Linked DNA regions of Mus musculus: all the other regions are linked to region 1. The links are chromatin contacts, called in public HiChIP or PLAC-seq maps. All regions are on one chromosome and are shown on one strand. Each heading gives the region's core, a stretch centred on a gene start, on an enhancer-like site or on the middle of the called end of the contact. The rest is flanking DNA. Distances are from core to core; before and after follow the strand shown.

Region 1 (4,426 bases), core at 1,182-3,681:
TAATATGTCTGAGAACAGGAGCCTAATAAAATACTAGGCTATGTAATAATTCTTATGATCGAAAGTAGTAATAAACCCCTAGAATTCCATCAACACTTTCTCTATAGTTTCAAGATTGCGTATGCAATCTGGACAACAAAAACCACAAAAACGCCCTTGGCGCAGCTCAAGGAAGAACTTGACTCTCCGGAGGGAAACTGGATCCATCCTTCTCACTGCAGCAGTCTGAGCATCTGGCACCGACCGTGAGAGGCGCCGGTGCAAGACTTCCCTCTAGTCTTTCTTCTAGCCTTTGTGCTGAGGGTTGCCTCTGGAGATCTTGGGACTCTGGCCCCTTCCTCCCACAGTCTAATTCCCCAAGTCCCTCAGAGGTTCCAGCCCAGGGTGTGGGAAGCTCGCTGAAGCTCCACGAGGCCACTCCCAGTTGAGCACGGCTCCACCTCGGGCCACCCCGCCTGACAGCAACCCTGCGTGTTGGCGCTTGTGCGCTCCTCCTCGCCAGTTTCGCCCTAATCTGTCTGGCAGCCCAGTTCCCCACCAGCACCGGCTTTTCCCCTCCCAGATTGGTAGTTTCTGCTCCTCTGGAGAAGGTATGGTTTCTACTAACAGTAGGCGTTTCTCCCGACGAGCCTCTGGCCAGTCTTGATACCGGGGGTGTGTGGGGGTTGGGGGGTGCTCAGTCCTCACTGTCCCTTCCCCGAACTCAGCCGGGGCTGCCAGCCTTCCTGCCCGCGAAAATCTGCCCTCCCCACCACCTTGTGCCACGTTGGTGGGTGGGCGCATGGGAAGGCAACAACCCGGCCTTGAACCCTAGACCTCTGGACGGAACCCTCCAAGGCGCCAATAATTCAAGTAGACAGGAAGGTCAAAGGCGATCGGTGCTGCCTGCGGCTCTGCAGGCAGGCGAAGCCGAAGCAAAAGGGTAGGGGAGTGGTATGTTCGGAGAGCTGGCACAGAGTGATCCCTGGGCGGCCGCAGAAGCCGCTCTGCACCGGTGGCACAGAGGCTGCGGGGGCGGAGGCCCCGCGGTGGCCGCTGCCGGCACCACCAGCGCATTCCTGACAGTAGGCGTCACGGGCGCTGGCTCCGGCCATTCACCCATCTCCCTCAGCCTGGAACACCCCACGCAACCCGGAGGCTTTGGGGATCTTCTCCCAGCTCAGCCTGCGCCCCTGCCCCCAAACCAGATGGCTGGTGACACCCATGAGGGGCTTCCTCCGCGAGCGGGAGGGCTTCCACGCTGCTCTGTATGCTCCAGCACTGGGCCACCCTGGCGGCCCGCTCCGGCACGGCTCCAAGGAAGGACAACACAAGGCCATGCGGCCACCAGAGGCTCCTCCAGCAGGGTCACTCCGGACACCTAGCGTCCTCCTGTCCCCAAGACCACAATCACTCCCATTGCTGCCCCTGCCCAGAAAGGATAACATTTTCCGGCGGCTCGGGACCGGGAAGTCCCTCAAGGAGCCACATTAGCAGACAGGGCACCAGATCCCGAGCCCCCGGGCGCACCGGTTCAGACCGCCACGCGGTGTGCCGAGTCTTACCTGAAGTGTCCCACAGGCTCAACTCTATTCTTTGTGTGTCGATTTCAAAACTGGCAGTGTAATTCTCAAACACCGTAGGGACGTAATTCTGGACGAACGAAAGGGACAGAAGAGGAAGGTGGCAAAGAGATTATTAAAAACACGACCCGTAGATCGAACACTTGAAAAACCACCAAGCCCCCAATTAAAAAACCACCACCACCAACAACCTCACACTCCTTACACAGTAAACACGCAGCCCCCTCCCGAGAGCCCACCCAGGTCTCCCCACCCGGCCTCCCACACTGAAACCAGCAAGTTTCTGGGGCCAAGAGCCCAGGGTGCTGGCGGGTCCCAGCCAAGACCCTTCCAGGACACTTTCGCTTCCCGGCCGTGTGGCGGCAGAGACGGCTGGGCATGAGAAAGATTTTCAAGAAAATCAGTGAAGCAGGAGAAAGGCGCAGTCCTCCAGACCGGGGACCCCACCAGCCGCTCCCCTCAAGACGTGCGGGTCACACTCACTTCTGGGAAGCAGTCCTTGGCGAAGACGTGGAGCAGCGCGGTTTTCCCACACTGGCTGTCGCCCACTACTACTATCTTGCATTTCACGTTCTGATTAGGATCCATGATAGATTTACTGGATAATTTCTGGCTGGCTCTTCTCTCCTTCATTGATGTTGCCTTATTTTCTCTTGGAACAGGAATTTTCTCTTTAGAAGAAAAAATATATATATATATATACTTCTCTCTATAAAAAGCAGATATAAAAATAAATCGCAAGGCCGGCGGGAACCCCTTTAAGCACAGCGGAGTGGAGGAGGAGAGGCAGCGGCTCTTTACTCCTCTCCTACAAGTTTTCTGCCTGACTCCGCGCCTCTCTTCCCAAGTCCAATTCCGATCGGTCTGCTTTGTTTCACGCTCTCCGCGCCGCTTTATACGCCCAGCCTTCCAATCCGCTCCGCTTTCTCAATGAGAGAAGGAAACCGATCCGCCTCCTCCCCTTTTATGGAGCCTGGGAGCCAGCACGGCCGCCCCGTTGGCGGAAAGTGTAAGCAGCGCGCCCTCTAGGGTGGCGTGCAGGATGGCTTGCAGACCCAGGTTCTGGCATAACCTGAAGGTGCCAGGCAGGATTTGCAGATGGGTAGGTTGTTCAGGGCCAGGGTGAGGGGAAGCAGATAATCTGTGCACATGGATTTGCATTGGGATTCCTTTCAAATTGCTTTCCAAGGGGCTCGCCTCCAGAAGCCTCGTCATCATTTGTGAAAATAAAAAAAAAAATTCCCAATCAAATTAATAATACAGAAGTAAATCTTGGAAGGGAAAGGCTAAGTTTTTGTGTTCCCAAACCCATAAAATCATTATCTATCTATCTATCTATCTATCTATCTATCTATCTATCTATCTATCTATCTATCTATCTACCTACCTATCATCTATCTTCTATCTATCTATCTATCTATCTATCTATCTATCTATCTATCTATCTATCTATCTATGTATCTATCTATGTATCTATCTATCTATCTACATATATAGTACATAATAACATAGATGATTTATTTCAAACACTAGAACTCGTTTTCCTTGACCTTTGTAGAGGACTGGCTTTTTAAACTGTCAGATTCAGCTATTCCAGAGAAGGTAGGAGGCTTTGGGGAGTGACATGATAATGTGAATAGGTGCAGGGGCGAGAAAAAAGAGAGATGACAAAAACTATCAGAAACTTGGCCGCAACTGCCACTCTCTCTGTGACAGCTCTAGAACCAGGGGTCTAAGCACTCTTTGCTCCCTTCAGCTGTACCCTCCCTCCTTCACCTAAGAATCAAGGAGTTGGACTTAAAAAGCACACATGCTCATTGTGGAAAATTTAGGGACTCCCCTCCTCCACACACGTACTCCAGTCATTCCAAGTCTCCCTTTCAACAAGTCTTAGAAGAGACAGACAAGACTGTGTTTGTTCTCTTGTCTTCTGAGAACAGTGTCTTCATTGCCAGTCACCCCGACAGCCAGGAAGCGTCAGTTATTAAATTTGTAGTGAAGGTGTCTGGGAAGAAAGTTCAGCCTGTGAAGGGCTTGGTCAAGTGCGACTTGAATTTCACCACCAGCACCCATATAAGGAGGCACTCCTGAGACAGACCCAGAGGATCCGTGGGGCTTGCTAGCCAGCCAATCCAGTCAAATTGAGGAACTCAGGATTCAGTGAGAGGCCATGACTCAAAGATAATGTAGATAGAAATTGAGGAAGATAAACAACCTCTGGCTTCCACACATATACTAAACACATACATATAAGTACTTACACATACACACACAACCCTTTAAGGAAAGTATAGTGACTGAATATGTAGTGAATTACTAGAATCATGAAATCACAGGACCTAGAATGCTATCTTACTTCTTTCAGACTCGAGAACCTTGAAGTCGTCCCCTAAAGACAGTCCTGAATCTATCTTTGGGGATAGGTGTGTTTTACACAGGCTGACCATGGAAAGGGCAGAGCTGGCCGAGGTCATATGTCTGCATTTGCCAAAATTTGCTTGGCAGAGCTTTATTCGTTTGCCCCAATATCATCTCTTAAAGTCTTAGGTTGCACTGTCATGTCACAGAGGGAAAAGTATCCTATGTGAACTTCATAGAGTTTACCCTAGCATTTCCCTAGTCTTCCTAGTGCGGGAAATGCTCCTCAAGCTGTTTGTGTGGTCGAGGGAGATTGGGCAGAGCAGTGGGGGCTTTCAGACAAAGATGCATTTAGGCCATGAGCTTCACAGCTTCTGGCTAAGTGACACTGGAGTAGTCATTTCATCTCTGTAAGCCTTAGCTTTATCTTCTTTAAAATAGGTTTCATGAAGACATTGGTAAGAAGATGACAATGGCGCCTGCCTGTACTTGGTATTTCCCTGTAG
Region 2 (4,426 bases), core at 1,256-3,755, 920 kb after region 1:
TCGAACTCAGAAATCCACCTGCCTCTGCCTACCAAGTGCTGGGATTAAAGGTGTGCGCCACCACGCCCGGCTGGAGGATGGATTCTTGATCTTTCTCCCAAGTGCTGAGATTCTAGGCATGGAACTCCACTATGCCTGGCTCTGACTCTTCCTGATATATGTTAAATTTTATTAATATTTAATTTTATGTGTATATATAATTTTTTAAAACATTTTATTGGTTTTTCAAGCCAGGGTTTGTGTAGTCCTGGCTGTCCTGGAACTCAGTCAGTAGACTCTGCTGACCTTGAACTCATGCAGAACTGCCTGTTTCTCCCTCCAGAGTGCTGGGACTAAAGGTGTGTAACACCAAGCCTGCTTATTTATTTATTTTTGGTTGTTCGAGACAGGGTTTCTCTGTATAGCCCTGGCTGTCCTGGAACTCACTTTGTAGACCAGGCTGGCCTCGAATTTAGAAATCTGCCTGCTTCAGCCTCCCAAGTGCTGGGATTAAAAGCGTACGCCACCACGCCCGGCTGCCTGTTTATTTTTTAAATTAGTCTTTCTATGTAGTTCTGAGTCTCTGGAAACTTCCTATGTATATCAGGCTGGCTTTAATCTCAGAGTCAGAGATCCTCCTGCTTCTTCCTTCTAAGTGCTGGGATGAAAGGCATGCAGCACCACATCTGCCTCGTTTTGAAGAGGGAAAAAAAAAAGTCTGGCTATGTAGCTCTGACTGGCCTGGTTCTCATTATGTAGCCCAGGTTGTCCTGGAACTCACATCAATCCTACTGCCTCAGACTTGTGTTGGGATTACAGATTTGTGTTGATTAAATTTTCTAGAAATTTTGCAGGTAGTCTGTGTGGGTAAGGGAATTTGTTTTGATTCTAATCTTTCACCCTTTTCTATGAGATAGAAAACACCAAAGAGCAGAGAACTCATTAGCCTAGTAAAATTGCATGTGGAGCTCAACGATTTTACAAAAGCAACACTTGTTGCTCCCAGTACCTTGGACCAACCAGCAGAAACTTAAGTCATTTTAGGAGATCTAGAGCTGGGTGTGGTGGTGCACACCTTTAATCCCCAGACGCGGGAGGTTGGAGGATCTCTGTGTTTGAGCACCCGGGGTCAGGAGAATTTAAATCTCAATGGAAGGAATGTGGGTGGTGGTGGGGTAAAGGACGGAAAGATTCCACGGATTTCCCCACTCCCACTGAATGAAGCTGAAGGCTTGTCAATATTTGCTTTGACTTTTGTGACGGGCCTGCTTTGTAAGTCAGTGAGAGCTGGAACCGGAGCTGTCTTCTACCTCAGCCTTCTGAGTGCCGGGAAACAGGTGTGTACTACCGGGCTTAACTGACCCATAATTCTTGAAAAGGGGGATTTAAAATATGGGCTTCTCACAGGGAAAAGTTAGGTGCTGGTGGGTTGTTGAGAACAAGCGGCAGACTGGAGGTTGGAACCTAGGGCTTCAGTGTGCCAGGCAAATTCGCTAGTAGAGCCTGGCTCTGGGTGGCCCTATTATTCTTTGTTGTTATTTTTACTTTTTTTTTTTTTTTTTTTTTTTAAAGACAGGGTTTCATTATGTAGCTCTGATTGTCCTGGAACTCTTTTATCTGTCTGCCTAGCCAGTTTAAGTGTTGGGAGTAAAGGCGTGGGCCACTAGGTCCTGCTTCCCTGACCTTCTGTGCTTAAAGTTGAAACAATCTTGCGGGTTGTGGAGAGTGCTGAGAGGCACGTGAAACGATTTCAATGATTACCACGTTGTTTAAGGGTTTACTGTCGTTTCTGCCGCACCTGTGTATCCCAGGGCCACCGTCACCCCTCTACACCTGGGGTCCAATGGAAGTAAACCAATTCTAGGCAGTTGCCTCTGAGGAATCTCAAGGCTGAAGGGCGGTATTTTGAAATCTGCAAATCAATACCGCCCATTTCCAGGCCTTTGTTATGCACGCCATGGGTCTCCTTTAGCAACACTCCCCCCCTCCCCCCCGCTAAGAAATGTGCTGCCACTAGTCCCCACTCTCAGAAGCTGAGATGAAGTCAATTTCCTAAGGTCACAGACCAAAGCTTGAATGCGTGGCTTTTGAGGCACCTCCGACTTACTCATTGGGCTGGGGCTTAGAGGCAGAGAGCTAGGTTTAGCAAGTGGACCTCTAGAAAACAAAAACCCAACAACAGCAGCAGCAGCAAACAACAACAAAACAAGCCCAACAGCCTGCCATTCACTCTCAATCAAATGGTTTTGTGGGCTCCTTTGGGAAGCACTGGAGTTTTGCAAACTTGGTCGGCTGAGCAAGTAGCTGGAGTCAGGTGGAGTGGGGCACTAATTTACATCACCCATCTCTAGCCCCGGGCTGGAGGCGATACACACCCCCCGAGGTGCTCCGGGGGCGGGGGCGGGGGCGGGGGCGGGCAGCAGGCCATCGAGCAGCCCGGCGCGCCACCGCCCGTTGGATTGGCTCGAGCCTCTCCCGCCAGGCCTGCCCGGCTCCCGCGCGCCGCTGGGCCCGCCCCCCGCCGCCATCTTGGTCGTGGAGGAGCGGGCTGCACGCGTGAGTAAATAAGCGCGAGCCGGGAGCGGACGGCGGGCCCCGGGGCGGCGAGCTGCGGAGCGGACTTCCCGCGTGGGGGGTGAGGAGCGGGAGGCTCGGCTCGGCCCGGCCGGCGCCGCCTCTGCCCCCTCGCGGCCGTGCTGCCTGGGAAGCGGCGGCGGGAGCCGGGCAGGCGGGAGGCCGGCCTGCGAGCGCGCGGCCCGGCGTGCAGGTGAGGGCGCCGCGCGGGCCGTGCCACCGGTTACTGGGTGTCTTCCGGCCTCGCTGCAGGGTGGCGGCCGACATGACGGCCCCAGGTCGCAGCCCCCTGGAGCCGCTTCTGGAGACTTGGGAAGACCCCTCGGTGCCTCCGGGAGAGCAGACGGACGCCTACCTAACTCTGACCAGGTGAGGCGGGCCGGGGGGACGAGCCCGGGGCGGGAGCCGGGGCAGCCGTGGGGACCCGGCGGACGCGGGTAGTTCGGGGTGCACCGGGCCATTGCCTGCCGAGTGACGTTGCGGGGCGCAGCGGCGGCGTCCGAGGGCTTCTTCGGGGACGAGCGGTTCTGTATTTTTTTGTCTGGCCCGCAGACGGGAAAGCCTTTAAAGAAAAGTTTGGAGTCGAGAGGCGTTTGGAGAGCAGGGCTTTGCCCTGCGAACCTCGGACGCCGTGGGAAAGTTGGCGATCCGGAGTTAGTGGGTTTAGTTAGGGTCTTTGGCTCAGGCTCGCTCCAGTGCTCATCCCCCGACCCCGGCCTCGAACTTGTGGTTCTGCCGGAGTGGTTGAGATTACAGGTGCGCGAGTCAGCAAACCGGCCCCAGAATTGGCTTAAAAAAAAAAAAAAAAAAAGCAGAGCCAGGAACCCCGTTTTGACTTATTTGAAAGGCTTTAGAAAAATTTCTGAATTTTGTTAAACTTTCGTATTTTCTGAGTTAGAAAACATGATTAGGGAAAGGGATTCCCACTTTCTTTTCTCATGTAAAAATTACAAAAAAAGAAAAGAAAAAATACGTTTTCGAGGCCAAAAAGCTTTGAGGCAAGTTACCGCTTATATGTGGTCTAACTTAAAACATTTTTTCTCTATACCTTTAAACTTTTTAAAGAAAGAGGTTAATTCCAAGGGCTTGAAAGTCGTCTTTAAAAACTTAAAACAAAAAGCCAGTTACGAGTTAGAGTGCCTGCGGCTCCAGGTGTTGGATGGCTCTGGAACTGGAGTTACAGGTGGTTGTGAGCCACGATAGGGGTGCTGGGATTGAACACCAGTCTTCTGCCAGAGCCTCTCTGTGTTCTTACCCTGGATCATCTCTCCAGCCCTGAAAGTAATCCTTAAAGTGATGGCAATAACTTTTTGTTTGTTTGTTTATGCTTTCGACTAAGCTTATGTTCTATTTCCTTTAAAGTCGTATGACTGGAGAAGAAGGAAAAGAAGTCATTGCAGAAATCGAGAAAAACCTTTCTCGGCTGTACACGGTTTTAAAGGTCTGTGTTCCTTTCTTAATGACTTCGCACTGCCTCAGTCTGAACCCACTAGACTGAGCCCTTTGAAATCTTTTCTTAGCCTTCCAAATCTGGGATTCCAGGAGCAACTCTGACTAGCTTTCTGATAAAATGGTTTTTCACTGTGGATGGAGCATCATTATCCAGTGCATTGTTAATGCCCTGAATACAAAATATCATCAGTTATATTGATGAGATTATTATCTCAAGTGATTATATATGGTTCATCAGGTGCTCTCAGTTACCTTATGTGTCCTCTCACTTCAGTTCATGTATGTACCACTAAGCTACATCCATAGACCAAGTCTGCTCTTTAAAGCCCCACTTTGCAGGTTAGGAAATCGGTTCATTTGCCTAAAGTCTAAAGTGTCTAGGGTTGTCAGTTCAAAGCTTATGTCTTATTAAAACAATAAG
Region 3 (4,426 bases), core at 500-2,999, 890 kb after region 1:
CTTGCATTAACTTCATCATCATCTACCTGTCACCAGAATGTTTGACTGGTGCCTTCTTTCCGCAACTTGTGAGCGATGGCAAAAGAACTCAGGAGAAGCACCAGCATGTATACAATAGGCAGAACTCACTACCAAGTACAGCACACCCTTGAGGGTGCGAGGGAGCCCGCTGTGGTGGCACAGATGCCCCGGTGGCACACACCTTTAATCTCAGCACTCAGGAGGCAGAGATAGAGGCAGAGGCAGGTTGACCTCTGGGAGTTCGAGCCCAACTTTATCTATATAGCCAAGTTCTAGGACAACCGGGGCTACATAGACGGAGATCCTATCGCCAAGAAAACAACAACAACAAAAGAAATAGTACACAATAGCCAAAAGGTTCAGAGATACTACTACCACAATCCGCATGGGGCTTTTGTTTTGTTTTGTTTTGTTTGCTTTTTGGCTTTTTTTTTTTTAACAGATGTTTTTTCTGAGAGGCTTTGTGGTGTTCAAATGATTGATGAGCCTGTTTGTGTGGATTCTGACAGGAAAGAGGATGGTATGGTATATCTTTGTGTCTGCCTGGTACTGATGATTGGACCTAGGATCTTACACATGTTATAGGCATGCTCTACCGCTGAGCTGTCTCCCCCCTCCCCCTCCCCGTACCCCTCCCCCTCTCCCTCTCCCACAGTCGGTCTCCTTTTCTTATTCTGAGACAGTCTCATTAAGTTGCCCAGAGTGACAGGCATGAGGACAGGCTGAGTGGGTGGGCACATAAGCATCTCTGGAAAGAGACCGTTTTGTAGGTCAGGCCTGCTGCAATTACAGTCCCGTACCATTGGGCCTGGCTGGTCTGTATCAGACAAGCCTCTTGCTACATAGTAATCTTGCTACATAGTAATCTTAAATTTCCTAGAGTCAGGCTTAGTTACCCATTAATGACTGACTTTCTAGGCAGTTCAGGATGCCATGTCTACCCCCAGAACCAGAAATATGACCGAAATCCTATTCTTCTGACCAGTAGTGAAGAGCTCCCGCCTATTTTCATGCAGGCTATGACTGTAAGGAGTCTAGCCATCCCACCCCCCACCCCCCACCCCGCAGGAGTCCTTCAAACCTGCTAGTATCTAACTACTTAAAATACGCCTTGTGTTAACATAGCGAAATATTTAGATAGTCCAAGAATGTCCTAAGACTCTCAAACTGGGTTCCTTTTCTCAAAACTGGTGTATTTACGGGGGGGGGGGGTCCTGTCTTGCTGGGTTTGCCAAGCTACATACACCTTTGTACCTTTGTTATAAATCTTCACAGACTTATTTGGCAATGTATAGCAAAAACTAAAGCGATACTATCACACTCAAGACCACGAAGATTAGGGTCAAGTCACAGACTCCCAAATTAACAATTCAAACAGGACCTTCAGGATTTCTCAGAGAATTCCGCTGGAGTTCGGCTTTTTTTTTTTTTTTTTTTTTACCGCTTCTTAATCTGCAACAAACGCCACAAACTTTCTAACTGAAAAGTGCTGGTGACTGACAGAAATAAACGAACTTGTTTCTGAGAAAGAGACTTTAAAACGTAGATGCTCATCCCCCGCCCTCCGTTCTGGTTGCCAATGCAAATGAGTCAGAGGGCTTGCTTCAGACACTGAACTAATTGTGTAACTCCGCAACGGAAAGTGCCATTGGAGAATACATGCTGACCTCACAGCCGAAAAAAACTATTTAAAAGATGTGGAAACCAGATGTTTCAGCCGCATTCCAGCCGCTGCTCTGAGAATTTCGTGTGGGCAGCCCCGACATTGTAACCGGCTCTGCAACCGAAGAGATGGTCGTCCTCCTTTGCTTATGCGTCTTGCTGTGGGAAGAGGCTCACGGATGGGGATTCAAGAACGGGATCTTTCATAACTCCATATGGCTTGGTAAGAAACTTCACTCGCGAGCTTCATGTTGGGAATATCGATCCATTGACATCATAGAGGACTGAATGGAAGGAGTGAAATTTTCTAGTGTGTTCAAAGCTGGTGTTTTCACAGAAAATACTTTAGAGAGACAGTGACTGGCATGCCATTAAACAAAGAAAGTTTTCTTTTAAAATTGAAGGCTATCCTTTTATACAATATATTGTTCAACAACAACAAAAAAGAGGTTAAGATGTGCTAACATTGTAAAAATATATTTCAAGATTTCAAAGCAGATATGGTCGCTGACTGGTGGGTATTTCTTTATGGAACTAAAACACTACTATAACGTTTTTGTTTTGTTTTCCCACTGCACTGGCAGTAAGGTTTTAGGTGAGATGATGCAGGCTGACCTGCAGCATCTCTGAGCTCTGTGGACTCTGAGCTACAGGGTACAGCTTAACTTTTCTGTCTTTCAACTGTTCTAACAAGGCTCGAGTGTGGCTGGTGCAGGAAAGAAGATGAAAATGCTTTGTCCTTTTTAGTACGTTCATCAGGTTTGGCTCTTTCTGTCATGGGAGTACGTTCCTAGACCTTTGGTTAAATGGGGAAAGTTCTTTTTGCTGTTTTTGTTAAGTGTAAGGAATGACTTGGGCTAAACGCTGAAGATGAACAAAAGACCAGCAAATGAATATTAACACAGAAAACTCAGAATTCCCATTATAGCACTCAGAACAACACTTGAATCCTTATCATTTAAGTTGGATGCTACATTTTGTTCATTATTGTATTTAGTAGAGAATTTTTTTGATTGCTTGTTGGAGGGATCATCTTATTCTTGTGCAGAATAAACAAAACAAACAAACAAACAAACAAAAAACAGACAAAGCAAAATCAACCTAGATCTTGGTTTTTTGCTTGCTAGGCAACACATGGCTGTAGACTATTTTTCCCTCTCAGCAGTATTCTCTGTGGTAGAAACTGCAGCCATGAGGATCTCATTAGCTGGATTTGAAATGCACAGCCCTGCCGCCTCTTTTTCCAACTTGAGCCGAAACTAGTCGCAGTGTGACCATTTGGTCAAGATGGGCTCTGAAATTTGGTAGACGTGTACATGCAATCCAACTGAGGTAATACAGACACATTCGTCAGAAATGGGGAAACACCATAAAGCTGGTAGGAATTGAAGTCATGTGGGGAGATCTTGAAAGGCTGTCAAATTCTCCTGGGTTGGGGTGATTTGAAGTCATTGTTTTTGTAATGTTTTGAATGTGTATGCTACAGAACTGTAAACCTGAGTAAAAAGCAGTTCTGCCCTGAAGGTGGAGTGAAGCGAGCCCAGCCTTTGTGAGGAGCACAGCACAGAGGCTTGAGACCCTGTCAAATGCTTCAATCTGGGACGAATTACTGACTAGTCAGCCCAGCACAAATTGGTTACAGTTGGTTGGGTCAATATAATATTAGAAACTGTTCAGGGAGAAAAGAGAGCTGGGTTCAAAGGGAAGGATCTGGTAACAACTGTGAAGAACAGGACGTTTGAACTCTGTGACTTCTAATTTCTTTAACGGCAACTCACCAAGAAAGGAACAGACTCACGAGAAATCAGTCAATGTGGGTCTCGAAACTGAACACTGAAGACAGAGATCAATTATTTTCTGTCTTCCTCCTGGATCTGCAAAAGGCATACTATAAGGTCCTGATAGGTGGCTACTGCTATCATTGTTCCCATTTTCTAGATGAAGAAACTGAGGCTCAAGTAGTGATGTCTGCAAGGTTACTTAACTCCTCCCCCCCCAAAAAAAAAGCAGCACAAGGCAGAGCCTACAGTCCACTGTTGTCATTTCCAAAAACAAAAACAAACAAAAAAAAACCCTTTTTTCAGTTTTAAAAATTAAATAGCAGAAGAGAAAAATGAATAAAATAGTTTTAGACACATGTATCTTTTAAAAGTTAGAGTTTTGTTGTATTAAGTTTTGTCATGATAGCAGAAAATTCTAAATCTATAAATATTTTTTTAAATAACAGATAATACTTTAAAATAATAATGGTCCTGATTTTGTACTTCTAGTTCTTGGCAGTTTCAGGCTGGCCTGGAATACACAGAAAAAAACTTGCCTCAAAATAAATTAACATTCAAAGTTAAAAAATACATACATAAAAGGCTTTGTTTATAATTATCTGGGCAGAATCAAGTATGCCAGTGCATGTCTTTAATGCCAGTACTTAAGAGGCAGATGGAGCTCTGTGAGTTCAAGGCCAACCTGGTCTACATAGTGTGTTCCAGGTCAGCCAGAGCTAGAAAATGACATTGTCTCAAAAAAGCAAACAGTCGCCAGGTAGTGTTTGGCGCATGCCTTTAATCTCAGCACTCGGAAGGCACAAGGCAGGTGGATTTCTGAGTTCGAGGCCAGCCTGGTCTACAGAGTAAGTTCCAGGACAGCCAGGGCTATACAGAGAAACCCTGTCTCAGGAAAACAAAACAAAACAAAACAAAACAAAACAAAACAAAACAAAAGAGCAAACAATCAAAACAATTTCATA
Region 4 (4,426 bases), core at 490-2,989, 820 kb after region 1:
AACTGACACACAGACACACACAGACACACACGGGCACACACGGATACACACAGGCACACACAGGCACACACGGGCACACACAATCTAATTTTAAAATAGTACTAAAAGTAAGTATTTTTAAATTGAAAAGTGTGTACATGCACACACATGTATGCATAAGCCACCAAGGCCATGTAATTTATTATGGCAGTAAACTTAAAAAAAAATCATCTCATTTTCCTAGGGATACTTATATCGGGGGGGGGGTGCGGGGGGCGGGTACACAGAGTTCCTGGCAGCATAAAGAAGGAAGAAAATGGGCTGGAGAGATGACTCGGCGGTTAAGAGCACTGACTGCTCTTCCAGAGGTCCTGAGTTCAATTCCCAGCAACCACATGGTGGTTCACAACCACCTGTAATGGGATCCGATACCCTCTTCTGGTGTGTCTGAAGAGAGCTACAGAGTACTCATATACATTAAATTAAAAGAAAGGAAGGAAGGAAGAAATTATAATGTATCCATGTTGTATAGACCAGAAACAAGTCAAAAGATGGATACAATGTTAACAATTAAAAGATCCTAATTGAATTTCTTTTACAATCAGGGCACACTTGATTGAATAAATCGAGTAAGTGGTCTGTCTGAGTGTAGTGGCACAGGTCTGTAACAGGAGGATCAAGAGTTCAAAGCCAGCACAATGTAAATAGAAAGCAGTTGCCTCAAATGTTTTCACTGCTATGCAGAAGTTTGCTTTATAGGCAGAGAAGAAAGCTGAAAATGCAGAAACTGAACTGATTGGTTCACAGTTAAGTTCTCTGCAAGTCAGGGCCGGGGAGACCGGAACAGAATAACTGATTGGTGAATGTTCAAGAGCTTTTTGTGGGGAGTAAAGGAGAGGTGATTTCATTCTCTGGCCCAGTGGAACCTGCTGCTTTCCCTCTCTCCTGGCTGGACAGGACACAGGAAGTTTCCTTCGGGGCACACAAGGTAGCTCGGGTGCCTTTGGAGCAGGAGTCCTCTTAACCCAAACCAGTGCCCGCTAGAACTTACATTGAATATTCTCCTTTCAACATCTCCTTCCAAAAACAACAACAACAACAACAACAACAACAACAACAACAACAACAACAACAACTTACATATTCTGAAAAAGTGAGGCAGGACTACAGAACTCAGCACCTGCCAAAGAAATACAAATAATAGTCTTCCTGAGAAATCCATTTTTCTAAGAACCTTCTGGAGCCAGTCCCAATGACTGTAAGTTTCCTTTTCCCAGGAAGGGAAGCAACCCATGGCCGGAGCGCCTGGAGCGGGCGAGTCTCCAGGCAGCGCACTGGGGACCCAGACCCCGAGTCGCGGCGCTGGAAGCCGCCGCCCACCGCGCGCCGGGTGGAGCATCCCTGAGCGCGGGTGGTGGGACCGCAGGGACGCGGCGGACCGAGGATGGATCAAGCACTCACCCGCTCGCTGCGCAGCTCCCGGAAGCCGGTGCCTTAGAACTGAACTCTACCTCGAAAACACTAACCTGGCTTCAGCGACGAGCAGCGCTCAGTCCCAGGCCTTACTTTCACTTTCGGTTATTAGAAACAGGATGCTTCTGCTCCATGCCCTGAGGACTTCGTCCAGGGCGCCATTGCTGCTGTCTCTTATTATTGGCAGTAACTCCGAGACCTGCTTAGAAAAGCTTATTTATGTGCATTATGCGGAACACGCTGTTGAAAAGCTGGATGGAAACCAGAGCTCTCTATGCAAATCCTCTCTCTGTAACTTTTTAGACGGTTATAAAGTTTGACACAAGCACAAGATAAACCAGGAAGCTGAGAAAGCTGCTTCCTGGGTTGGATTTTATGACCCTTGAAAGTTTTCTTCTAAGCTTTGTTTTTGTTGTGAAGATTTTGTAAACAAACACATCGCTAGATGTGAACTTTTCCTTTGCTAGAAAAATAGCTGGCTTCCGTCAAGAACGGCAGTGTTCCCTAATCCTACATCAAGAACTGGTTACTCCACAGCTAGGCAGCACATGAGCACAGAGCTGTGGAAGACAGCAAAGAGCTATCAGGGCCTCCCTTCTACATGGTGGCGCTCTATATCTGTGCATACTAACTAACGGCTCGGAATAAAATGATGCACTTGGCAGAAGCAAAATTCTTTCCATCAAGAACAGTGATGGAGCCGGGCAGTGGTGGCGCACGCCTTTAATCTCAGCACTTGGGAGGCAGAGTCAGGTGAATTTCTGAGTTCGAGGCCAGCCTGGTCTTAAGAGTGAGTTCCAGGACAGCCAGGGCTATGCAGAGAAACCCTGTCTTAAAAAAAAAAAAAAAAAAAAGTGATGGGGCCCCTAGTTGGTAGCAGGATCTCTGTGAGTTGAAGGTTGAAGGCCAGAGTTCCAGAACAGCTAAGGCTACACAGAGAGACCTTGTCTGGGTAGGATGTGGACACGGGGAGGGGGGTGGGGGTGGTGAAGGCAGTGATAGGACCTACTTTTCAGTGACACCAGAGCCACATAGTAAGACCCTGTCTTTTAAAACAGGTTAAGGGTTTCTTTTGAGTTGTCAGCCCAATTAGAAAGAACAAACACTCAGTGAGTGGTGCACTGGATAAGGAATGGGGCTATCCGGACGTAATACACAGGGGTGGGTTTCCCCTTCGGAAAGGAGATGGGGAAGGGCTGAGAAGATGTGAGAGGGTGGGACTGGGAGGAGAGGAAGAGTTGATGTTGGGATATAAAGTGAATAAACAAATTACTTATTTTAAAAAAGAAACAAGTGGGGGCCTAGCAAACACAGAAGTGGATGCTCACAGTCAGCTATTGAATGGATCACAGGGCCCCCAATGGAGGAACTAGAGAAAGCACCCAAGGAACTAAAGGGAACTACAACCCTATAGGTGGAACAACAATATGAACTAAGCAGTACCCCGGAGCTCTTGTCTCTAGCTGCATATGTATCAAAGGATGGCCTAGTCGGCCATCACTGGAAAGAGAGGCCCATTGGACTTGCAAACTTTATATGCCCCAGTACAGGGGAACGCCAGGGCCAGGAGGGGGGAGTGGGTGGGTAGGGGAGTGGGGGGGGGTGGGTATGGGGGACTTTTGGGATAGCATTGGAAATGTAAATGAGGAAAATACCTAATTAAAAAAATTTTTAAAAAAAGAAAGAAAGAAGTGGTCTGAGTATTACTTAGGTTTTCTTCTGAATTTGAGCAGGACCATGAATATGTCAATTAAAACTCATAAGAAGTCATTGATTTGGACTGAGTTCCAGAGCAAAAGCGAAGTCACTTATGCTGAAATCCCAGGTTGCCAAAAAGAAAGTTATTGTTCCGAGAAATCAGCTGAGAAGTCACAGCCAAGTCCCTAAGCAAACCAGTTCTACACGGCAGAATAATAGCTTTAACCTTTACAACACAAGATCTTTAAAACGGCCTTTGGGGTGCTAGAGAGATCACTTAGTGATTAAAGGCACTCGTTTCTGTTGCAGAGACACTAGGTTCTATTCCCAGCTCCACACAGCCTGCTGTCACTTCTGTTCCAGAAAATGAATGCCCTCTGTGGCTTCTGTGGGCAGACTAGAGATGCAGATACATGAAGACAAAACACAAACCCATTAAATAAAAATAAATCTAAAAATGTGTTTTTTAACAGCATGCTTGGGTGTTTTTGGGGGGTACATTCTTCAGCCACCCCCTTGCTTTTTTGATCTATGAAACAAGTATCTGCCCAACTTGTCAGACTCTGATTCTAGAATCACAAAAAGTCAACTTGGTTTTTAAACTAAAATAGTTGTAATTTTTGTCTTTGGACAAAAAATGAGTTATTTAGTAAATTTTTCATCCTGTCCTTATCCTTGTTTTGGAAGGAGATATATACTAGGAGGCATAAGAATGACCACAAAGATCTAATCTGATGTAGACTTAAGGAGAAGCTAAGGGATGGGTGGGGAGGAGACTTTGAGACACAACCATCCTTTGCTTTTGTCAGTGTTGGGACGAGGGGGACGGTGCCAGGTGCCACGGGAGCTTCTAGATGATCCCCTCCCATCTTTCCCTCCCACCAAAAAGTGGGAGTACAAGAAATACAGACATCAGTGGGCCACTGCATCTGGCTTTTTTATCTGGGCTCTGGGATGGATCTAAGTCGTCAAACATTTTTACCTGCTGTGGTGATTTGAATATGCTTGGCTCATGGGAAGTGCTACTATTAGGAGGTGTAGCCTTGTCAGAGGAAGCGTGTCACTGCGTAGGTAGGCTTTGACGGTTCCTAATGCTCATCAAGCTCTGCCCAGTGAAGAAGAGTCGTTCTCTTTCTGGCTGCCTTTGGATCAACATGTAGAGCTCTCAACTGCTCCTTTTCCAGCACCATGTCTGCCTGAACACTGCCATGCTTCCTACCATGATGATAATGGACTGAACCTCTGACACCGTAAGGCAGCCCCAACTAAATGTTGT
Region 5 (4,426 bases), core at 892-3,391, 790 kb after region 1:
AGGATAAGAAGGTCACTTACGTCATTTCAGAGGAGCTCGGTTTGCATAAAAACCATATTGCTCTACAGAAGGAAACAGAGCATCTCATTTCGAACACATACCACCCACAATAAAATCCTGTAAGACTACAGTAAAGGCCATCCAGGATTAAGAAGCAAGATTAATTCTGGCTAAAGCACGAAAGGCTCTGTGAATGAGAGGCCTTGAAGGCTGGGGCAGAACTGGAGTTGAGACAACAAAATATCAAGAAAAAAGAAGTTTTCAGGCTGAGCAGTGGCAGTGCACACCTTAGATCCCAGCACTGGGAGGCAGAGGCAGGTGGATCTCCATGAGTGTGAGGTCACAATGCTCTATAAAGCTAGTTCCACGACAGCCAAGGCTACATAGAGAAACACCGTCTTGGACAACCAAACCAAAAAGAGGGGGAGGGAGGAGGAGGGGCGGGGAGGGGGGAGGAGGGAGGGGAGAGGAACAGGGGGAAGTTGTTTTCAGCACACAAAGCTGGGGCAGGGATGTGGGGAGGGGGGGGGGGCATGGCTCATGTTGGTCGAATACAAGGCAAAGGGAGACCTCCTGAAGATAAAATTCTCAAAACTGTAAAAAGTTAAAACTTACTGGGTATATGACAAAAAAGACACTTTAATGGAAGTAAACTATTTGTCTTCTAGATGGTATAGTGAAAAGATGAAAATATACCTCAGTCTAGTCCTCAGACACTTAATGCAATTTCCCTTACAAGAGGAACTTTTCAGACTTCCAGCCTGTGTGACTTCCTGGCTTTTATCTCTGCAGCACAGTTCCCTGACAGCCCACGCCAGCCTCCTTGGTAAGTGGCTCATGAACTACAGACCTTCCAGCCATTCATCAATATCAAAGACAAATATCCATTTAAGCTCAGGAGAGCTCCACACCTCATCAGCACTAATGCGTTTCTTAATTCAAGTGTCTACGCACACGTTATCTTTAGAATCACCTTGTTCTGCAAGACCTCACTTCATTCCGTGGTCTCGTCAACGTCCTGCACATCCTTTCTTCACTAACTCACTTAAGTCTGAGGACATGTGGCTACATGCCTTCTCCTGAGACCCGTTATAAGCAGAGAATGACCTGTCTTCCTCTGTGCACAGTGAAGAAGAAAAACAATCCACTCAAAGACTATGAAATACGGGAATTTCAGCAGAGGTGTGGTGCCATTTTACAGTTTCCATGCTCTGCTTTAAGAAGCTCTGGCCTTGATGTCAGAAAGGAAGGAAGGAAGGAGAAAAAGAGGGAGAGAGAGGGAGACAGACAGACAGACTGACAGTGGTGTAAAGTAACACTTTCTTCTTAAGTGTGGCACTAAGAAGAAATATTTCATTTGCTGTTTTGTTTTCTATTTGTTTTCTCAATAGTTTATTTTCATGCACTATACCTTGACTCTCACCAAGTAAAACACACACACACACACACACACACACACACACACACACACACACACACACACACACACACAAAATCAGGTAAAATATATATAGAAACTCACGCACTCACTGTAACAGCTCCAAAACACAGTCATCTAGGCAAAACCCCGGGTCCCTGGTCAAAGGCCTAGCTCTGACGGAGAGAGGGACAGCAAGCCAGTGCCTTCAGCTCAGACACTTCTTACTGGCTCCTTCCAGTAGTTAGCCTCCATTTCTGGGTCACTGTCCTCGCCCCCACTCCTAACCGCAGTCCCGCCCAAACCACCTTCCGGACAAAACCCGTGAGTCCCTGCCTATTGAGCAGGGGCGGGTGAGAAAAGAGGCCGTATCCCCACGCGTGGGAGCCAGACCTGCTGCGCCCGTGACGGCCACTTCGGGGCGCGCGACCGCGCAGGACACGTGCTCCGGGACCCTCGGCGCGCCTTCCTGCACTGCAACCCGGGGAAAAGCGACTTGCCAGGCCTCGGAGATGTTCGAGCAGCGGGAGCGCTAAACTGGAGGTGAACGGGTTCCGCTTTCGCTTTCCAGTTCCGTTTCCTTGGAGACTCAGTTTGGAAGGGCGGAGCCCGGCTGGGTCGGTCCCTTGGCGCCTTTGAGGTACCTGTGCAAGATGCCCCAGGGGCATCTGGGCTTCTCTCCAAACTCATTCCTAGGCTTTGCCCCGTCTCTCCAGCGCATTCTCAAACCCGATCCCCGACACTTCCTTCCCGCCAGCAGGGTCCGCCCAGGCTCATCACCGGTGGAACGCAGAGCACATGAAGAAGGTACCCTGCTGCCCACAAAACTCAATCACTTGGCCGAATGGCCCTGGAGCCTGGGACACAAGAAATCTAGCCCAGTAAAATCAAAGAAATATAAAGGCAAAAGCAGAGCACGAACTCCCTTGTAAAGAAATAGAAACTGAAATTGGGAGATACCAATTTTCAACCGGTGTGCTCAAATTAGCAGATCCCACAAACCAGTTTAGATGCAAACATTTCTAAAGATTTGGACATCTCTCAGGGACTCAGAATACAGCTCCCCACATAAGCACTTTAGCTTGCCCTATTCCTGAAGCCAAGTCCCTCTGACCCCTTCCTGACTCTCTCCTGCATTTTTGTTGACCCTAAGCCAGTCACAGAAAACAGGATTCTTCTTCCCCAACGTTGGGTCATATAAAATAGACACCTCTCGTCCCAAACAAGCTATGAAACATACTCCCCTCTCTCTGAGGGAAGTCCCATTCCCGCATTAAGGAATGCTGCACAGAGCAAAGATGAATCCAGACAGGCTGGGATGGCTAATCTTGACTGTCAACTTGATTAATTTGGGAAGAGGACCTTCAACTGAGAAACTACCTCTGTACTGTAGGCATGTCTGTGGCATTTTCTGTCCTTTTTTCATTTTTTGGTTTTTCGAGATAGGATTTCTCTGTGTAACTCTGGCTGTCCTGGAACTTGCTCTGTATACCAGGTTAGCCTCGAACACAGGGATATCTGCCTGCCTTGGCTAGAATTAAAGGGGTGTACTGCCGCTATTGGAGTGTGGCATTTTCTTGATTGCTAATTTATGCAGAAGAGGTGAGCCTCCTGTGGGCGGTACCATCCTTAGGCAGGTGAAAGTGAGCAGACAGGAAGTGGTCAGCAGCAGTTCCGCCAGGCTCCTGCTTCAGGTTCCTGGCTTGCGCTGCTGTAACCTATAAACCAAAATAGACCTTGACCTTCCCAGGGTGCTTTGGGTCATGGAGTTTATCCAGCAATAGAGAGCAAACCAGAACAAGAAAGCGAACTTCTGTCCAGTCACAGTTCCCAAAGCTGTCCAATCTTTATCTACCTTGAGCATAAAAACTGTATTTTTCGGGCCTCTGGCTGTTTCTCTCGGATGACCTCTGTGTCACATTCAATGGTGATAAGCTATTAATAAAATTAGTATGCTGTTCTGATGCTCTTCTTCTTTTCAGTAGGATTGGTAGCCGTGACCTTTACCGTGACTAAGGTAAAGGTCTTCCTGTTCTAGCATTATCAAAATACAAAGACATGCAAGCGTGTAAATGTGCAATTATCCTCAAACTTAGCAGCTCTACTCTTGGAAGTTCCCTTCCAACACTAGTGCATGAGTGACCCCAAGAGGCCGGACAGAAATGAATATATGCTGCTTGTAGTGAGGAGTCCACTCAGCTCACCAATGAAAGGACCTACTTACATACTTGATGGTACTTCACAGCTATGAAGATTTTAGGACAGAATGAGATAGGTCTCCTCTCCATGTAATTATATAGTTCCTCAATTTATAGTTTATCTCCAGATCTTCCTGTCTCGGCCTTCAAAGTGCTAGGATTTCAAGCTGATGCCACCATGCTGACACATCCCCACTATGCCAATTTGAATGTCTAATAAAGTGTAATGAGAGCAAACAGAAAGAACACTTTTTTCCCCTATGTTTTGGATTGAAGCCAGTGCCTGTGCACGAGAGGCCAGCACTATCCTCCTGACTCCCTGCTTCCTACTCTATCAGCTTGCTTACACCCCCACATTTATGTTCTTGATACAGCATGGTGTCTTCCTTTCCTTTTGCTGCAATCAAATCCCTGGACATAATCAGGTTAATGGAGAAAGGGTTTCTCCTGGCTCACAGTTTCATCTGCAGGATGGCAGGAACTTGAGACAACCAATGGCACCACACCCACAGACAGGAGCAGAAAGCAATGGACTAACAACTGCTTAGCTTGATTCCTCCTCTCTTATGCAACTTATGCGACCCAGGATCCCTTGCTCAGAGAACAGCGCCACCACTATTATAACCACAGAGATGCAGTAGCCTAGACAATCCCTCACTGAAACGTTTTCTAGGCGATTCTAGCTACATTGTGTCAAATGTGTCGTGGTAAATTCCCAACCCAAATAACCCCGTGCAAAGAAAACACAACTCAATTAGTATGAATATAAGCTGCAGGCCTAGGTTGGGCAGATCTCCCACTGCACTACTCT
Region 6 (4,426 bases), core at 1,151-3,650, 730 kb after region 1:
AATAATAATAGAATAGTATAAATCAATAAGACAACAAAATAAATTTTTAAACTGACCAGTAGAAACCAAGAGACTAGGAAAATGTTGCTAAGTCTGATGAAAGAAGTAAATGCAAATAATATTAGAATAAGATAAATGGTACATTATATGACAGGTAAATAATATTATTTTTAATTTAAAGACAGCATATGAATCTTTATATTATTAAATTTTAAAGTCTAGGGTGATTGCCTAGTCTCGGCCTTGCCCAGGTTAAGGGCAAATTGTAAGTCATTGTCTTGAGCACTTTGCAGTTAGCACAAGTGAAGGCACAGTCTATATCATGAGGATCTCATATGGAAAAAACTAGTTAGAAATGTAAAGCATCCTAATTCAAATCCCAGCAACCACATGGTGGCTCACAACCACCCGTAGTGAGACCTGATGCCCTCTTCTGGTGTGTCTGAAGACAGCTACAGTGTACTTATTTATAATAATAAATAAAAACTTTAAAAAAAAAAAAAGAAATGTAAAGCACAAATGTAACCTCCCCCTCCCCACCCCCAGCCTGAATCTGGCTGAACAGACTTGACAGTTATCACTAGGAGATCATCAGGGGTGGAGCCTGCCACCCTATCGTTCTGCCACTCCCACTGCTACTACCTGCCGCCCAGCTGTTCCAGAGTATTCACGTGGTCACCTGCAGCTGGACTCCGAAGATGATTTGGTGGGAATGGGCCCCTCCCCCTTCTTTATAACCCCGTGTTCCGAATATTAAAATTGAGCTTTGATTAGGATCTTGTCTTAGCTCCATCTTTCTCGCGTAGCCTAGATTCCCTCTTTTCTTCCAGATTCCAAGATGCCTTCCAGGCTCGAACCCGTGAGCCGCTGGCCAGCCTCAACACACAAATATTTTTAAAGAAATACCTATCATTTCTGATCTAAGTCGTCTAAGGGTTGTTTGGGGTTTTGTTTGTTTGTTTGTTTTTCTCTAACGCTTTTTATGAAGCTCTGTGTACTCTGCTGAAACATCGTTTGAAAGTTAGTGATGCTTTTGTATAGCTACTGCTTGCCAGGCAGGTGAGTCTTCTGCCAGTCAGAACATCTGAACATCCTAATGCCTCAGGTTCCACACCAGCTCAGTTAAATACACAGCATAAATTCACCTCCACTGAACAGACTGGGGGAAATGGCATCACAGCATGTGAGCAGCCCAAGATCTTTATGGGTGCCATGCCCTCTGTGGAATAGCTTCCATTGCTCTACACAAAACAATGGCTGCATTTATTCTAATAAAAGTCTATGGCTTGTGGACAAGTTGGAGAATAATTTTGTCACTACACCAATTTTATGTGTTATAGAATCTAGACTGGAGGCTATAGATGAGAAGAAAAGCAGCAAGTCTATTCTGGGTCTCAAGGGTTGGTAATCCCAACACTGGGGAAGCTAAGGCAAGAACATTGAGATACTGAGATCTAGAGGTCAGCCTAAGACACATAGTGAGTTCCAGGCCACCTTGAGCTATATAGCAAGTCCTGGAAGAAAGGAAGGAAGGAAGGAAGGAAGGAAGGAAGGGAGGGAGGGAGGGAGGGAGGGAGGGAGGGAGGGAGGGAGGGAGGGAGGGAGGGAGGGAGGGAGGGAGGGAGGAAAAAGGAGGGAGAGAGGGAGGGAGGGTAAGAGGGTATGAGGGATTAAGAAGAAAAAAAACTAACAAGAAATTAACAGCAGCCAGAAGAAAGATACTGAAGTATTCGCCCCAGCCACATTGACCCAGGGAGGCCAGAAGAAAAGGTTGAAAACACCCAAGCAATGCTCAAGACCACACTAAGATGAACAAATGTGCGATGGAATGTGTGATGGGGAGATGGGAAAGATAAAGTATGCAGTGAAGAAATGGGAGGAAAGTGAAGCCAAAGGGTCCATGCACTGTGAAGAAAGGTGGAACTGGAAACTCGATGGTGGAGAGGAACCAGTGGATATGAAGAGGTCCTGGCCAGGTCCAGCCAAAGGCCATGTCTGAGTCCACAGTTCTGTTGCAGCTGGGGTCTTTGTCAATGTCTGTGGCCTGAGTTACCACAAAGGCCAAGCAGATGTCCATGGTCTGGGCTGTCACCAGAGATTGTGTGGATGACTGAGGGTCATGCTACCATAGGGAGATAATGCTGATCGGGGATCTGCTGATCCGAGTGGCCCGTGCTTCCACCTGAGGCTATGGGGACATCCAGACTCCTGCTGCTGCTGCTGCTGCTGCTGCTGCTGCTGCTGCTGCTGCTGCTGCTGCTGCTGCTGCTGCTGCTGCTGCTGCTGCTGAGTCATGTCCATGTCATGGTCCTATGGCACTTGGGTCTGTGTTGATGTTCTAGGCCCATGTTAGCACCAAAGTCCATTCACGTGTCCCTGGTCTGGACTGCCTCCTAAGGCACTGTGCTGAGCCGGGCCCAGCCTTTGCCTGGGCAGCACAGTAGAGCTGACCCTGATGGCAGCAGAGTGGGTGAGCTTGCCTGAAAAGATGAGCTTGGTCCTGCCCCTTGTCTGCAGAGGGGTGGGGTGGGCAAAGAAGAGATTCCCTCCCACTTTGCAGCAGGTAAGATGTCTGTCTGTCGCTGAGGTCAATTGAGCTGGCAAACTGTCCCTGTCCCTTCCTGGCTGCAGCACTCAGGAGAGCGACCCTGAACTTCGCCTGGGCAGAACAGTGGAGCTGACCCTGTTGCTGGGGGAGCAGGGCAGTCAGCCCTGAGAGTTTGAGCATGGGAGATTTGGCACTGACCCTTGCCAGCTGCAGCATTAAGCCGGGCAGTGCTGGAGAGCTTGTGTTGGTGGTGCAGGGGCAGAAGAGCTGGCAGGCTGACTAACTCACCTACCTCCCAGGCCCAGATCCAGGGCTTTGAGTTGGTCCACCCCAATATCTATGCCATAAATGATCTGCTGAAGCCCATGAAAGGGCCAGTCCTGCAGACCCAAAGCCTCAGGATCTCCAAGACCCAGAACAACAACACGAGGAGCCCCTGCAAGGATCCAGTATAGATGGTTTAACAGAAGCCAAAGGTCTCAACCAGACCAATGACTCACTGCAAAGAACGTTTGCAAGTAAAGTGGGAACGAAAGGGTATAGTGTGGGACACACTACACCTTCCAGGACTAGATGTGGGTTTTTATTTTATTTTATTTTATTTTATTTTATTTTATTTTATTTTATTTTATTTTATTTTATTTTATTTGGGGGTAGAGGTTGCAAGGGTGGATACAACGAGACAAGGAGATGAGTGGGATTAGGGTGCAAGAATCAATAAAAAGTTAAACAACAACAAAAGAATATTACGGGTTTCTGACACAACATCTCTGAGATAAATGTTTCAGAAAAAAAGCATAACAAAGTGTGTAGGAAGCCATTTCAGGCTGTAAACAGGTCAGCAGGATGGAAATCTGCTCCAGGTAGTAAACAAGCCCATGTTTGGTGGATGGCCCGCCCTTAATCCCTGATTGGCTGAGCGAGCCTGCCTGGTGAGGTGATGTGACCTGTGGTGATTGGTGGGGGCGTGGTTGTGGCTGGAGTGGAGAAAAACACTTGTAACTAGAGAGGCTGGGGGATTTTAAGTAAGTAGCTGCCTGAGTAAACTGCTTAAAAAAGAACCGGTGGTTGCGTCTTTCTTGCTGGTCAAGTGGGACGCGACTAAAGTGAATATGAACAAAGTATATGACATGCTTGAAATAATTGTCAATATGGAACTTAGCACAGTGTACAGTGAATATGCCCCCAGTGAAAGGAGTGCATAGCAAAAAAAATAGAAATATATAACCAAATACAATTTCGTCAAATTATAACCCAAATCATAAAATAACTACCCCTGAGACAATATTCACTCATTTAAATATGTTTTGCATAAATAGTGGGAAAAGGACTTGCCTACTGTGCAGAAAAAAAATCTTTGCATGTAGCTATTCCATGTTACAGAAGTGAGACACAGCATTCACACTGAAGTGCAGACTGGACAACGTGATGCCTTTCAAAGGCTGTATAGTAAGAGGAAGCAGAGCTGACAATGTTCACAGTGAGACCCTGCTAGCAACCTCATTCTGGTAGTCAGGCAAACAGCCACTGCCGTGATGAGGAGGGCACTGTCATGCGGGTCCCTCTTGCAAATGTCTGGTCGTTCCTTCTCAGAGCCATCATAATAACAAGGCAAGGTTTTTTATGTCACAACTCTGTCATAACCCAGAGCAACAAAGTAGATAGCATATCCTCATCCAAAGGGATGCTGGACCAGAAAACAGCATTTAGTAAAGGTGAAAGGAAAAAAAAAAAAAAACGTGTGATTAAGTATATTGAGTTCATGGCAATGCATAATCACTGGTTCATCAATGGTGAAGTGCAGTGTGGTCAACTGTGTATGCATGTGTTGGTGAGAGCATCGACTGATGATGTCATGTTGCTTATATATCTGAAACT
Region 7 (4,426 bases), core at 878-3,377, 600 kb after region 1:
CTCTAGGATACACCTTCAATGCCGCTCACCTAACAGCACCATGGGCTGGAACCAAACCTTCAGAGCATATGCCCCATGAGGAGCCATTGTCTAAACCATATTTAAAGATTCCAACCTCAAAAAGTAACACACAGTATGATTTCATTTCTATGACATTGGTGGAATAAAAAAGTACTGTGGTGTTGAACGCTTGTATGATTGACAGCAGTTAGAGATGGGAATAAAGGCTGTACATATTCCACAAAGGGCAACATGAGAGTCCTTTCAGTGGCTAGCCAGCTTGTATCTGGATTATGGTGATTGTTGCATGAGTGTGTGTTTGTGTGTGTGTGTGTGTGTGTGTGTGTGTGTGTGTGTGTGTGTGCATTGTGTACATGATGCTAATGTCAGTTTCCTGGTTTTGATATTGTATTACACTTAAGATGTTAACATTGACAAAAGGGGGGTGAAGGGTATTTGGGGCTTCCCTGTACGCACATCAGGCCAAATTAGAAATAATTTCAAAACAAATATTAAAAGAAAACACTACATTCAAGAGATTGGGAGTTCCATTTTTTTATTTATGTATTCATTTGATGTTTTTTTGCTGGTTTGTTCATTTGTTTTCGGGGCTTTCAAACAAGGTGTCCATGTAGCCCAAGCTGGACTTCAACTCCTGATCTTCCTGCCTCTGCCTCTTGGAGTGCTGGACTCACAGCTGTTGTGTGCTACAAAACCCAGCTTAATTATTAAGTATTTATAAAAAGCAAATTGCCCTTGGGAAAACAAAGGAAAAAAGACTACCTAGATTTTTAAAGAGACAGACAGACAGAAAGACAGACAGAAAGACAGACAGAAAGACAGACAGAAAGACACAGAGAGAAGCAGAAACAGAAACAGAAAGACAGAGACAAACACAGACACAGAGTGTGTATCCTTCTTTGAGCAGAATACTCCCCACAGAGGCTTAGAATAGATGCAAAGTTCACCATATACTGAATTCTCCTCCCTTAAGGAACTGTAACATTTCCCATCATTTAGATGCCAGGGAAACCAAATTCCATTAACAACAAAGTCAAACCTAAGAAGAAAATAAATCACCAAAAGACAACACTCCAACTGAGCGGTTCATTACAAATCTAACCAGATAAGAGAGAATGCCTCAGGAGGTTAAAGTGTCTACAGTCAACCGCCCACGAGGGGGAAGGAAAGAACAGATCCCCACAAGTGTTCCCACCAGCATCGTGGTATGTGCACACCCCACACACGTTAAATAAGTAAATTAAATGTGGTTTTTATAAAGTAACAAACTAAAATCCTATGAACTTTAGAGTAAATTCAAAACTCACTTGATAATTGAAAAGCTCATTTATAAGCTTCATGATATCTAATTCCCCAAATTGCTCTCTCCTCCTTTCCCTCTTGCTCCTCTTCCTCCTCCTCTTCCTCATCCTCCTCTTCCTCATCCTCTTCCTCCTCCTCCTCTTCCTCCTCTTCCTCCTCCTCTTCCTCTTCCTTTTCCTCCTCCTGCTCTCCAGACCTGCTCTTCCCTTGTTCGGCATGATCTAACACAGTTTTCACAATAGTCTGGCTCCACCCACCAAGAAGAAGTTGGGCTTGGGAAGGGAGACTGCTGTACCAGATTGACAAAAACGGCTGAAATGGCCCCTGGGTGGATCTTGTGCTTTATGACAAATAACACTTGAGAAAAAGTAACAGCAAATGAGTGGAAACGTATTGATCACACTTACGTTTCTAGTTTATACAAGTATAAAACTGAAGAGATGCTCAGCACAATTTATGACACCTTTTCGATGCTTTGGTGCATGAATGACATTGAAATGTGCCTGGATCTTTCCAGCCAGAACCTTTTCAGGGTACTTACTTTGGTTTCTGGGGGATGGTTTCAGCACTCAAAACAATCTGAAAACAGGACCCTGACGTCAGACTCCACTTGTCCTGCACGTAAAATGGCAAGGACGTCTGCTCTAGCGCTGCATGAAAGCCAGCCTGGAGTGAAAGCCACATTTCTACCATGCTGGCTTCTGCTCCTTTCCCCTCCAGCAGGTGCCGCAGGGTGGTCAGTGCTCCTTTGCCATATCCAGCATTCAGTGTCCTTGCCATAAAACCCACAGTCCTACACCATATGGCGTCACTTTTGAAATGTTAATCCGAGTGAGGCTTGCGATGCCAGTCAGTTTCCCAGCTGGTCTCTGCCTTGGCTATTTCACAGACATTAGCCTTGCTTTGAATTAAACTAAATTAGAGAATAAAATGAGATATTGTCATGCAAAGTCAGGCAATATTATTTGACATCTGCACTGTCTCCCAGGGTTCCACCGAATGATCTTTTTTAAATGTAAACTAAGAAGTAAGGAATATCCAAACGTGTTAGAAATAGATGACACACTAGCGTGGCATCTTGGGAGTCAGTAACAACGGTACTGAAAAAAACAAACTCCAGCTAACTCATCTCTATTCAGGCCAGAGGCTAGGGAAGAAACAGATCTGTCTAAGACGAGTGCAGATCCAAACAGCTCGTTTCTCAGCCCACGGAAACAGCTACAGATGTGTCTAAGTCAGAAGTGCACCCATTTGGGCTTGGTTTGAGTTTTCCCCTCCCTCTTTTTCCTGTCATTTGGGAAGGACCTTTGTTTGAAAAGCAGAGAGTTAATTGCTTCTATTTAACATAATAATTGAGCATGCAGAGTCCACTGGCAGAGAAGAACCTTGCCAACAACCCCACGAGGGAGTTGTAGGAATGTCTCAACACCTCCATTTCCCCATAAGAATTGTGGTTTACTGGTGGCAGAGGCAGGTGCAGACAGGGTGGGGTGGAAGGGGTGTGTCCTGCACGCACCAGTGTGTGCCAATAATCACTGTTACTCGCAGGAAGATTCAAAACAATTGCATTTGGACCATGCCCCAGGAAAGGGCTGGATGAGGGCAGGACCGGACATGTAATACCCAGACTCTTCCTCAGAGTGCCTTCAGAAATTTCTGCCAGGGGTTAGGAAGTCAAAAGCTACTAAATGTGATTCTACTACTAGTGTTATGGAGGTGGCTCCGTGTCTGAGAGTGCTCGCTGCTCCTCCAGGAGACCAGGTGACCAGGGATCAATTTCCAGCACCCATATGGCAGCTCACAACCATCTGAAAGGGCACTTCTGAGAGATCTGACACCCTGTTCTGACCTCTGTGGGAAATATAGGCTCCACAGATTTCCTTTTGAAACCCAAAGGTTTGGAGCATGGAAGCGCTTCTGTCTCAACCGCAGAGTCCTGGGTGTGGAGTGTTTTCCCACTGTGTGAGAACAGATTTGTCTGTGGAACTTTGAAGAGAAATTCTCAGAGATAGACGCCTAAATCAATCGGGCGGGCAGAAGCAGGGATTCCATACACTCCTAAGAGGAGCATTCAGGGAGGATCTAACTTCTGGAAGGACTTCCCTCTGCGTCCTGTTGCTTTGGGAAGTTTTCAATGCCTTTCGTGGTCTTTAGTGACACTTCACCCTTTCCGTGATCCCTAGCAAACCGTTTGCAGCGGAATCCAATGGTGCTTCTGAAAGTAAGGGGAGGACATGAGACAGTCCCCGGCTCTCTCTCACCATACGTCCCTCCTTTCTACTCACAGGTATGCCTTGCTACCAAGGCCGATAGGTCTTGAATCCCAGGACACACACTGAAGAAATGCCATAAGCGTCAGTGATACAGATATAATATGTCCTCTTGCGATTCATGTTGCAACTCCAGACCTCCATACGGGGTCAATCAGTAAATCAATAATAGTACCTCTGCAATTAGGTTTAGTTAGGTGACTTCCTCATGATAAAATTAGTGCCCTTATAAAAAATAGAAACACTTTTGTAACAGCAGATGCTGGCAAGGATGTGGAGAAAGAGGAACACTCCTCCATTGTTGGTGGGATTGCAAGCTTGTACAACCACTCTGGAAATCAGTCTGGCGGTTCCTTAGAAAATTGGACATAGTACTACCAGAGGATCCAGCAATACCTCTCCTGGGCATATATCCAGAAGATGTCCCAACCGGTAAGAAGGACACATGCTCCACTATGCTCATAGCAGCCTTATTTATAATAGCCAGAAGCTGGAAAGAACCCAGATGCCACTCAACAGAGGAATGGATACAGAAAATGTGGTACATTTACACAATGGAGTACTACTCAGCTATTAAAAAGAATGAATTTATGAAATTCCTAGCCAAATGGATGGACCTGGAGGGCATCATCCTGAGTGAGGTAACACAATCACAAAGGAACTCACACAATATGTACTCACTGATAAGTGGATATTAGCCCAAAACTTAGGATACCCAAGATATAAGATACAATTTGCTAAACGCATGAAACTCAAGAAGAATGAAGACCAAAGTCTGGACACTGTGCCCCTTCTTAGAATTGGGAACAAAACACCCATGGAAGGAGTTACAG

The links. HiChIP or PLAC-seq counts read pairs in DNA pulled down with a chosen protein or histone mark.
Region 2: an H3K27ac HiChIP or PLAC-seq map of embryonic stem cells shows a contact between it and region 1, with 3 times the contacts expected there. The contact joins the promoter of Rif1 here to the promoter of Rnd3 in region 1. A contact is called at or near these places in 11 of 39 promoter capture datasets (the 3T3-L1 cell line, 3T3-L1-derived adipocytes, cranial neural crest and 7 more), 6 of 484 Hi-C or Micro-C datasets (cardiomyocytes and embryonic stem cells) and 16 of 115 datasets of contacts at active chromatin or transcription factors (astrocytes, cardiomyocytes, embryonic brain and 8 more).
Region 3: a contact with region 1 is called in an H3K27ac HiChIP or PLAC-seq map of embryonic stem cells, with 4 times the contacts expected there. The contact joins the promoter of Tnfaip6 here to the promoter of Rnd3 in region 1. A contact is called at or near these places in 2 of 39 promoter capture datasets (embryonic stem cells and hippocampal neurons), 1 of 15 datasets of contacts at CTCF or cohesin (the NIH/3T3 cell line), 9 of 115 datasets of contacts at active chromatin or transcription factors (astrocytes, differentiating embryonic stem cells, embryonic limb bud and 3 more) and 1 of 9 other capture datasets (adipose tissue).
Region 4: an H3K4me3 HiChIP or PLAC-seq map of stem cell-derived neural progenitor cells shows a contact between it and region 1, with 4 times the contacts expected there. The contact joins the promoter of Nmi here to the promoter of Rnd3 in region 1. A contact is called at or near these places in 3 of 39 promoter capture datasets (embryonic stem cells, hippocampal neurons and liver), 2 of 484 Hi-C or Micro-C datasets (pro-B cells and uterus), 6 of 115 datasets of contacts at active chromatin or transcription factors (astrocytes, embryonic limb bud, embryonic stem cells and 3 more) and 2 of 9 other capture datasets (adipose tissue and pancreatic islet).
Region 5: an H3K4me3 HiChIP or PLAC-seq map of embryonic limb bud shows a contact between it and region 1, with 6 times the contacts expected there. The contact joins the promoter of Rbm43 here to the promoter of Rnd3 in region 1. A contact is called at or near these places in 12 of 39 promoter capture datasets (cranial neural crest, embryonic stem cells, frontonasal cranial neural crest and 6 more), 1 of 15 datasets of contacts at CTCF or cohesin (the NIH/3T3 cell line), 5 of 484 Hi-C or Micro-C datasets (the N1E-115 cell line, embryonic fibroblasts, embryonic stem cells and 2 more), 23 of 115 datasets of contacts at active chromatin or transcription factors (the NIH/3T3 cell line, bone marrow-derived macrophages, craniofacial prominence and 15 more) and 2 of 9 other capture datasets (adipose tissue and liver).
Region 6: a contact with region 1 is called in an H3K27ac HiChIP or PLAC-seq map of VIP interneurons, with 8 times the contacts expected there. The contact joins the enhancer-like site here to the promoter of Rnd3 in region 1. A contact is called at or near these places in 1 of 39 promoter capture datasets (maxillary cranial neural crest) and 13 of 115 datasets of contacts at active chromatin or transcription factors (SST interneurons, VIP interneurons, bone marrow-derived macrophages and 9 more).
Region 7: an H3K4me3 HiChIP or PLAC-seq map of neural tube shows a contact between it and region 1, with 5 times the contacts expected there. The contact joins the enhancer-like site here to the promoter of Rnd3 in region 1. A contact is called at or near these places in 4 of 39 promoter capture datasets (3T3-L1-derived adipocytes, hippocampal neurons, maxillary cranial neural crest and 1 more), 2 of 15 datasets of contacts at CTCF or cohesin (both in the NIH/3T3 cell line), 2 of 484 Hi-C or Micro-C datasets (cerebellar granule neurons and cerebellum) and 11 of 115 datasets of contacts at active chromatin or transcription factors (VIP interneurons, craniofacial prominence, differentiating embryonic stem cells and 8 more).

The regions. Positions count from the first base shown.
Region 1 is chr2:51,146,680-51,151,105 of GRCm38.p6, forward strand. Rnd3 (Rho family GTPase 3) reads right to left here and starts at 2,432. Exons shown (of 5, transcript NM_028810.2): 1 at 2,046-2,432; 2 at 1,545-1,632. The coding sequence starts at 2,195.
Region 2 is chr2:52,070,332-52,074,757 of GRCm38.p6, forward strand. It overlaps Rif1 (replication timing regulatory factor 1), which reads left to right and starts at 2,506. Exons shown (of 36, transcript NM_001355415.1): 1 at 2,506-2,535; 2 at 2,806-2,922; 3 at 3,916-3,994. The coding sequence starts at 2,819.
Region 3 is chr2:52,036,364-52,040,789 of GRCm38.p6, forward strand. It overlaps Tnfaip6 (tumor necrosis factor alpha induced protein 6), which reads left to right and starts at 1,750. Exons shown (of 6, transcript NM_009398.2): 1 at 1,750-1,906. The coding sequence starts at 1,813.
Region 4 is chr2:51,971,469-51,975,894 of GRCm38.p6, forward strand. It overlaps Nmi (N-myc (and STAT) interactor), which reads right to left and starts at 1,740. Exons shown (of 9, transcript NM_001141949.1): 1 at 1,441-1,740; 2 at 1,120-1,159.
Region 5 is chr2:51,933,022-51,937,447 of GRCm38.p6, forward strand. It overlaps Rbm43 (RNA binding motif protein 43), which reads right to left and starts at 2,142. Exons shown (of 5, transcript NM_001141981.2): 1 at 1,811-2,142.
Region 6 is chr2:51,872,966-51,877,391 of GRCm38.p6, forward strand. No RefSeq gene overlaps it. Among named protein-coding and RNA genes, the nearest start is that of Rbm43, 60 kb to the right of the region's middle. Within about 2 kb of position 2,401, at least 8 of the 459 cell types and tissues checked have an H3K27ac peak or open chromatin away from gene starts, as enhancers often do. A contact at or near this core is called in VIP interneurons, where this site is marked.
Region 7 is chr2:51,751,069-51,755,494 of GRCm38.p6, forward strand. No RefSeq gene overlaps it. Among named protein-coding and RNA genes, the nearest start is that of Gm13490, 21 kb to the left of the region's middle. Within about 2 kb of position 2,128, at least 38 of the 459 cell types and tissues checked have an H3K27ac peak or open chromatin away from gene starts, as enhancers often do. A contact at or near this core is called in VIP interneurons, cerebellum, embryonic basal ganglia and 2 more, where this site is marked.